Linked DNA regions of Mus musculus: region 1 is linked to region 2. Evidence: chromatin contacts called from public promoter capture Hi-C data. All regions are on one chromosome and are shown on one strand. The core of a region is the stretch at or near the end of the contact, and the rest is flanking DNA. Distances in the headings are between cores, read along the strand shown.

The links. Capture Hi-C pulls out chosen DNA fragments and counts their contacts.
Region 1: a contact with region 2 is called in a promoter capture Hi-C map of pancreatic islet. The contact joins two enhancer-like sites. A contact is called at or near these places in 1 of 484 Hi-C or Micro-C datasets (nephron progenitors) and 2 of 9 other capture datasets (liver and pancreatic islet).

What each region holds. Positions count from the first base shown.
Region 1 is chr8:25,002,612-25,006,116 of GRCm38.p6, reverse strand. It overlaps Adam9 (a disintegrin and metallopeptidase domain 9 (meltrin gamma)), which reads left to right. Exons shown (of 22, transcript NM_001270996.1): 3 at 1,280-1,338; 4 at 2,781-2,859. Among named protein-coding and RNA genes, the nearest start is that of Adam9, 13 kb to the left of the region's middle. Within about 2 kb of position 1,451, at least 10 of the 459 cell types and tissues checked have an H3K27ac peak or open chromatin away from gene starts, as enhancers often do. A contact at or near this core is called in pancreatic islet, where this site is marked.
Region 2 is chr8:24,863,297-24,867,220 of GRCm38.p6, reverse strand. Adam32 (a disintegrin and metallopeptidase domain 32) reads left to right here. Exons shown (of 22, transcript NM_153397.2): 18 at 2,769-2,874; 19 at 3,676-3,832. Among named protein-coding and RNA genes, the nearest start is that of Adam5, 41 kb to the right of the region's middle. Within about 2 kb of position 2,355, at least 15 of the 459 cell types and tissues checked have an H3K27ac peak or open chromatin away from gene starts, as enhancers often do. A contact at or near this core is called in pancreatic islet, where this site is marked.

The DNA.
Region 1 (3,505 bases), core at 202-2,701, 140 kb before region 2:
CTTAATGAAAGGTGGTACTTGCACAGTGGTCAGTGTGGGGAGTAATTACTATATGCGTCACCTTATGGCATTGGTGTCCAGCGGACATTATTCTAATAAGAAATGACAGAGTAAGCTTCAGTATCTCTGATTTTAAAGTACAAAACACTCAAACACAACAGAATGAAGGGAGTGGAACTCTGTAGTTGAGTTGGGACTCTGGCTGCCACTTCACTCTGACAATGAGAATACCCTTTACTTAATTCCTGATAGAATATTCAAGTATAGCATGGTAATGCTTGGGAATATTTACTCAAAATTGAGTTTTAATAGCAAATACCTTATATGCTGGTTTAAAACATTACAACATAAATGGTTTAACTATAAGGAAATCGGGTGCTGTTTCCTTATTGGAGGAAGTTGATTCTGTTGTTAACCATGTTGTAGCTGTGTACATGTGGGCCCATTGTACCTCTCAAGAGTGTGCTTGGAACCAAGCCCTTGAACATGACCTCTTCTGAACTCCAAGGGCACCTGATGCATGTGTGGTACGCATACAGACTGGCAAAGTGCTCATATTTGTAAACTAGCGTAGGAGGCACAGAGACCCCTGTGCTCATAGATAAGCAGCGGGGAGACCAGGAATGTTAGACATAGGCTGGGGGTGCAGGTGGTTACTGGCCTCCCTCGTGACCTTTCTCTGTGTATGACAGACACCATACCAGGTCCTCCCATAGGCCCTTAAGATAACACATGTAGCCTATCTATAGAACCCATCTTCGTGAAAGATGTCACATGTTACTTTACAAAGAATTTCCAGGTAGTCATGTCTTAAGCTTTATTGTGTGTGTGTGTGATTGAGTTAATCATCACCAGGAAACCTTTCCCCAAACCGTGCTGTCCTTAAATATGCCTGAAATAAACTACCAGGTGTCAAACTGCAAGTTTGAGCCAGGACCTGCTCCTCAGTCGTGTTGAACCAGACTGCCTTCTTGCCTCTTGAAGACTGACATTCTGTTGGCTGTGGTGTTTGCAGAAACCCACACAAGATAAAATAACTAGATCTAAAACAAATTAAAAAAGAGTAGACACACATATAGGCCAGTATCCATGATCAGATATTAAAGGCCAGAGATGGATAGAATATCTGTTATGTAAGAATACAGTGTATAAACAGTTGTAGTCAGTGCCAAGTTGTGTTAATTTAGGATCAACTTTCCTGCCTTGCATGATAGGTTGAAGAGTAAGTTACAAGGTTGTGTTTTATTATTGCTTTTTTCCCCCTTCTCTGTGCATTTAGATCTCTTACGTCATCCAGGCCCAAGGAAAACAGCATATTATTCACTTGGAAAGAAACACGTAAGAAAGTTCATTTACTTTGCCCTTTTAATTATGTTTTCCCCTCAACAGTATATTGATTTCTTTTCTAGTTAGATGTTGCTTAGCAGAGCCTGAGCTCTGGCATCAGCAGATTCAGTTTTTGCTGACCCTGCTGCACAGTGGTAGGCCTGCAGCTGAAGTCCAGGAGGGTTTATGCTGGGGCCGGCAGGCTGCAACTTCTGTAGAAATGTGCAGGAGCTTAATTCTTTTCAGGTTCACCTTTAGGGAGAGTGAAGTATGTAGGAGTGAGTGCGCGTGTGCATCTGTGTGTGTGTATGTGTGAAGGGTGTGTATGTGTGTGTGTGTGAAGGATGTGTATGTATGTGTGTGTATATGAAGGATGTGTATGTATGTGTGTATGAGAGTGTGTGTGTGAAGGGTATGTGTGTGTGTATGTGAGTGTGTAAAGGGGTAGGGTGTGTGTGTGTATGTGAGTGTGTATGAAGGGTATGCATATGTGAGAGTGTGGTGTGTGTGTGTGTTTGTGTGTCTGTTATAGCTGCCAGTGCCCCAATGGGGTCAGCTTCTGGAAAGACTCAATTCCATAAGCTCTTCTGAATACTGTTCCCAAAGGACATCACAGAGACACAGCACACAGGGGCAAAGAAAACTCAGGAGTCAGAGGTTCAAGCATTCCAGGGTCTTTTCTTGGCCACAAGGGATTTGCTACCACAAGGCTTCCTGTATTCAGGGGACCAGAGAGAATTTCACCAAGGGTTTCACTATAGTGGTCATGTAGCTAAAGTCAGTCAGAGTGAGCAGTGGGCCTGGGGGAAGCTATCAGTCTGTCCATCTCTGAACAGCACAGACAGTTGGTTTTGGGTATCCTCTGACTCTTTGGAACTTTATCAAGCACAGTGCACCCTGAACCCCTGGATTTCCACAAGCTTGGAGATCACCTCCGAGCTACTGTGAACAGTGTGGAAGAACCTTGCTTGGCCCTGGTTACACAACTGTTCCCTTGGCATGAGGGGGAAACGTTTCCTTTAGCAATTGACAGCAGCCATTTGTCTTCATAAGTCGGTTAAAGCAGTGAGTATTTCGTATTTACATAGTACTCGGTAGGAAAGAATAGAAAATACTTATTTTTCTTATACAAATATGACAGTGTCAAGCAGCCTGATTTGTTATTTTCTCGTGATTTATAGCAGAAAAAGTTAAGAATACTGTTGTTACCAGTGGACATTTTGTGCCAAGAAAGCAAGTTGCATCTTTACATCAGTCGGCTGCGGTTCAGGCTTGAGTGTGTTGATTAGCTTTTAGTTTTATAGTAACTCTTTCTTTAAAAAAAAAAAGGATCGTATAAAAAGCTTTTTAAGACTTATTTCTGCTCCTCTCTTCTGGGAATAACTTCTTATGAGCTGTGCCCTAGGCTGTCGATACTTGGTACATTTAAATGGTTTGTTTTATTCCTCTTCCAGAGACCTTTTACCTAATGATTTTGTAGTTTACACCTACGACAAGGAAGGCTCCCTACTCTCTGACCATCCCAACGTACAGGTAATTTATTTTCTTCTTGATACTTTGAGAATTTAAAGCGAACCTATATAAAGTGTGTTCTTCTCAGATGCCCTGTTGCTCGCCCCATTGGACACCTTCCATATCCTTACAGGATGCCTCTGGAGGAGGCTGAGCTTTACTGGGTAGCTCTCCTGCACTTAGTAGTTAGGATTTGTATTTAAAAGATGGGGTGGTGTGGTGGGGTGGTGATGTAGTTGGGTGGTCATGTAGTTGGGTGGTGTGGTGGGGTGGTGATGTAGTTGGGTGGTGATGTAGTTGGGTGGTGATGTAGTTGGGTGGTGATGTAGTTGGGTGGTGATGTAGTTGGGTGGTGATGTAGTTGGGTGGTGTGGTGGGGTGGTGATGTAGTTGGGTGGTGATGTAGTTGGGTGGTGATGTAGTTGGGTGGTGATGTAGTTGGGTGGTGATGTAGTTGGGTGGTGATGTAGTTGGGTGGTGATGTAGTTGGGTGGTGATGTAGTTGGGTGGTCATGTAGTTGGTGGTGATGTAGTTGGGTGGTGATGTAGTTGGGTGGTGATGTAGTTGGGTGGTGATGTAGTTGGGTGGTGATGTAGTTGGTGGTGATGTAGTTGGGTGGTGATGTAGTTGGGTGGTGATGTAGTTGGGTGGTGATGTAGTTGGGTG
Region 2 (3,924 bases), core at 1,106-3,605:
CAGAAGTGTCTAGCTATATGCTTCTCTGTGTTTATCACAATCTCCAGGGCATAAATAAAGACTTCCACACAAGGCCAGATAAAGTTATTTTCCTAAAAGGAGAAGGGATAACTCAGGCATAATTTCCTCGGGAAAAGATATAAAATGAACTATCACGCCGAAAGCCCCCAAGAACGCAACACACAGAGATCAAAAGCTAAAAGTGAGAGACAGAAGGACAGTCGTTTCAGTATTTGGCTCAACCTTGCTGGCACTGTGTCAAACAAAGAGCTGTGCTGGCTTCATGACTCTCACCGTACCCAGTAGATATATATGGCTGTGCCACGGTTCTTTCTCGTTCTTATTCTAGTTTGCTCCAGTAAGATAGAAAAAATATTATTTTTGCATTTGCTAAGACTTGATTTATTTGCCAAAGTATGTGTGTGTGTTTTGGAGTAGGATTCACTATCTGCTGAGAAGGATATTAATTCTGTTGCTGTAAGATGGGATGTTTTTTTTTTTTTTTTCCATTTTTTATTAGGTATTTAACTCATTTACATTTCCAATGCTATACCAAAAGTCCCCCATATCCACCCACCCCCACTCCCCTGCCCACCCACTCCCCCTTTTTGGCCCTGGTATTCCCCTGTACTGGGGCATATAAAGTTTGCAAGTCCAATGGGCCTCTCTTTCCAGTGATGGCCGACTAGGCCATCTTTTGATATATATGCAGCTAGAGTCAAGAGCTCCGGGGTACTGGTTAGCTCATAATGTTGTTCCACCTATAGGGTTGCAGATCCCTTTAGCTCCTTGGCTACTTTCTCTAGCTCCTCCATTGGGAGCCCTATGATCCATCCATTAGCTGACTGTGAGCATCCACTTCTGTGTTTGCTGGGCCCCGGCATAGTCTCAGATGGGATGTTTTTTGTGTCATCTAAGTTAATTTGACCTATAGTGAAATTTAAATCTTCTCTCTCCTCTCTCTCTCTCTCTCTCTCTCTCTCATCTGCATGTTGGTAAGGGTGGGGTATCAAAATGTCCCCAAAACATTGCATCTCACCAGCCTATTCCTTTATAGGCAATAATCTCTCTTTCATCAAACTGGGAGTGCTGACAACCTGTGCATGTTTATGTTGACAATCACTAGGCCTTTCTGGTGAACTGTTTCCTTCATTGCTTCTAATTTTGCCTTGTGGTCACCTTTTAGGATATCTGTGACATATGTGTAAATGTATTTATATGATGTATAAATGTATGTATGTATAAATATACATATAGTTAGGATATATATCACATATTTAGGATATATGTCACAGATTATATATCATATATATTTAGGATATATATTACATATTTATTCAGGATATACATCATATATATATTTAGGATATACATCATATATATATATATATGATATATAACATATGTTCAGGACATACATGCACATCTAATTCCTGATGTGTGTTTGTGTGTGTGTGTGTGTGTGTGTGAGAGAGAGAGAGAGAGAGAGAGAGAGAGAGAGACTGCAGCTCACACTCAAGATTTAACATCTCACTACACCATCTTCACGCTTCCCTTTCTACAAACCTGTGTGCTCATCAGGGCAGGTGCTGTCCCACCCTCACCTCAGAGAATAGTCATCTGTTTGTTTGTTTGTTTGTTTATTAGTAAATCTAATCAGCCAGCCTGTGTCATGTGATATTAAAGAGTATTTGCTTGTCACGTTTTGAGACAAGTACCTACTTTGGAGCCCAAGCCTGCCTAAGAACCAGTGTCTTTTCTGCCTTAGCCGTGTGAGTGCTGGGGTTCTAGGCTTGTGCCTCCACACCTGGCTTTGGCTTTAAGGGTTCTTCTGCATCCTTCCCAGCAGTGCATCTCTAAAGTCCCATGGAGGAGACTTTGTAGTGATGCCTGTCTGTGGCTCTAAATGTCCTTTTGCACACTACTTCTCTCTATATATGGCTAATGCTCTGCTGTAATTTAGTTGAATGGGCTTTCAACTAAAGATTACAGCATCAGGTCCTTCTAGCCCCTGATGTTCACACCAGAGTCCTCAAAAGTAAGGCCACGATGGATCATGTTTGAATTATTGTTTATCTGAGTGATGAACTCGGGACGATGATGTGAGGACTTTCTGTGTGAACTAGTCTGTTGATGGTGCTTCTCACTGTGATTTTTTTTCATTGCCAATAATTTTCATTTGGCTCCCTGCCCCCAAATCTCAATTTCTTTGCATTTAGAAAATTTATTCTCATGGAAGTTGCTGAGGTTTTTTTTTTTTTTTTTGTTTCGATTTAGATCCAGTTAAGATGGCATTAAGCTGAGTAACAGGAAAAGCATCCAATTGCTAGTAAATGATTCACAATCAGCCTGGGGAAGGTCCAGGTCTTTCCTTGTAAAGGCTGATGGCTGAAACAGCCGACAGTCTACAGAACCTAGACAAGGGAAAAGACAGATGCTGACATCTGGCCTACTGCCTGCAACACACTGCCAGGTTTAGAGATGATCTATGTGCCTGAAACTGCTCTCTAAATTTAAGGGCAAACATTTGAATTCACTACAGTTTCTTCATACAAATATAAGTCTCTCTTCGCAGTTTTTAAACATGTCTTCCTTTGATGTGTGAGTTTTAGCCTAAGAAACCAGATATTCCCTCTATGGAATTCTCTATTTAAATCAAAATGAATTCAGTCATTCTTGGCTAAGATAAAAAAGTAAATATTATAACCTAGCACATAATTTCATAATTAGAAGAAAATCATTTACACTAACATTCAAACTAACCCTAGGTGTGCAATTCTCATGGTGTCTGCCACTGCAATGCCGGCTACTCACCTCCCAACTGTCAATATCCTACGACAAAAAGGTCAGCATCGCTGTGGTCTGGCAAGCACGGCAAGTATCTCTGTCTTTAAATAGCTATTGAGAAAAAGTTATAAGATCACTTATTTTCATCCAAAGAAAGCCACATTTTACCACCTGGAAAGAGACTGATAATATTTGGAATCAAAAGATTTTTTTTCCTCAAATAATGGGACCAAATATTATTAACTCTGCTCATAGTTTCTGTTACATGGGTGTGAGGCCAGTAGGGTGCCTTGGGCTATCCGTTTTTTTCTTTTTTCTTTTTTTTTCTCTTTCTCTTTCTCTCACTTTCTCTTTCCCTCCCTCCCCCTCCCCCTCCCCCCTCTCATTCTGACATCTCTATCATTTGGGAGAGATCCGCATCTGCTTTTTATCACATTTACAAATTGTGTGGGAACTCAGTAATGCAATTTGATGTATAGAAATACAATCCTAAGGTAGGAAGATAATAATCTGTTGCCTACAAAGGAGGTACTATATTAGCATAGTGAGGTTCTGTTGAGAATCCTGTAGTGAGTGAAAGTCAGGCAGTCTTACTGTAAGCAACCTGCACTTCAGATCACTAGATTTCCAGCACTCACAGGGCTATAAGGGGGTTTTATTGTAGTCACGAAATGGTGTAGAATAGTCTGGAAACCTTTGAAACATTGTTTCCATGTCTTGGGGTCGATCTTAGATAAAGTTTCAAATGCTGTGCTACTGTACTTAACTTTTCCATGTTACTTAATTGACAAGGGGGGGGGGACGACCAAAAGAAATCATTTAAATATATTTATTGTATCTTGAAAGTAAATTATGCCTTCTAATGGCTCACATACCTTTTATTTTTAGATCTGCCCATGGAAAGAGCATCTAAGAACCAAGAAAAGAAGTGGCTTTTAAGTTTGTACATTGTCTTAATTATCCTCGCTTCAGTGTTCCTCATAGGCACAGGGTGGAAAGGCTTGAAACAGTGCGGTTCCAAGGAAGAGGAGTCCATGAGTAGCGAGTAAATTGGACTTATGTTTCAAAGTTACATTAAAGTAGCATTAGGACCTTGCTACATAAAGTGTCTGGAGAAGCAGTGGGGCCGTCTGCATC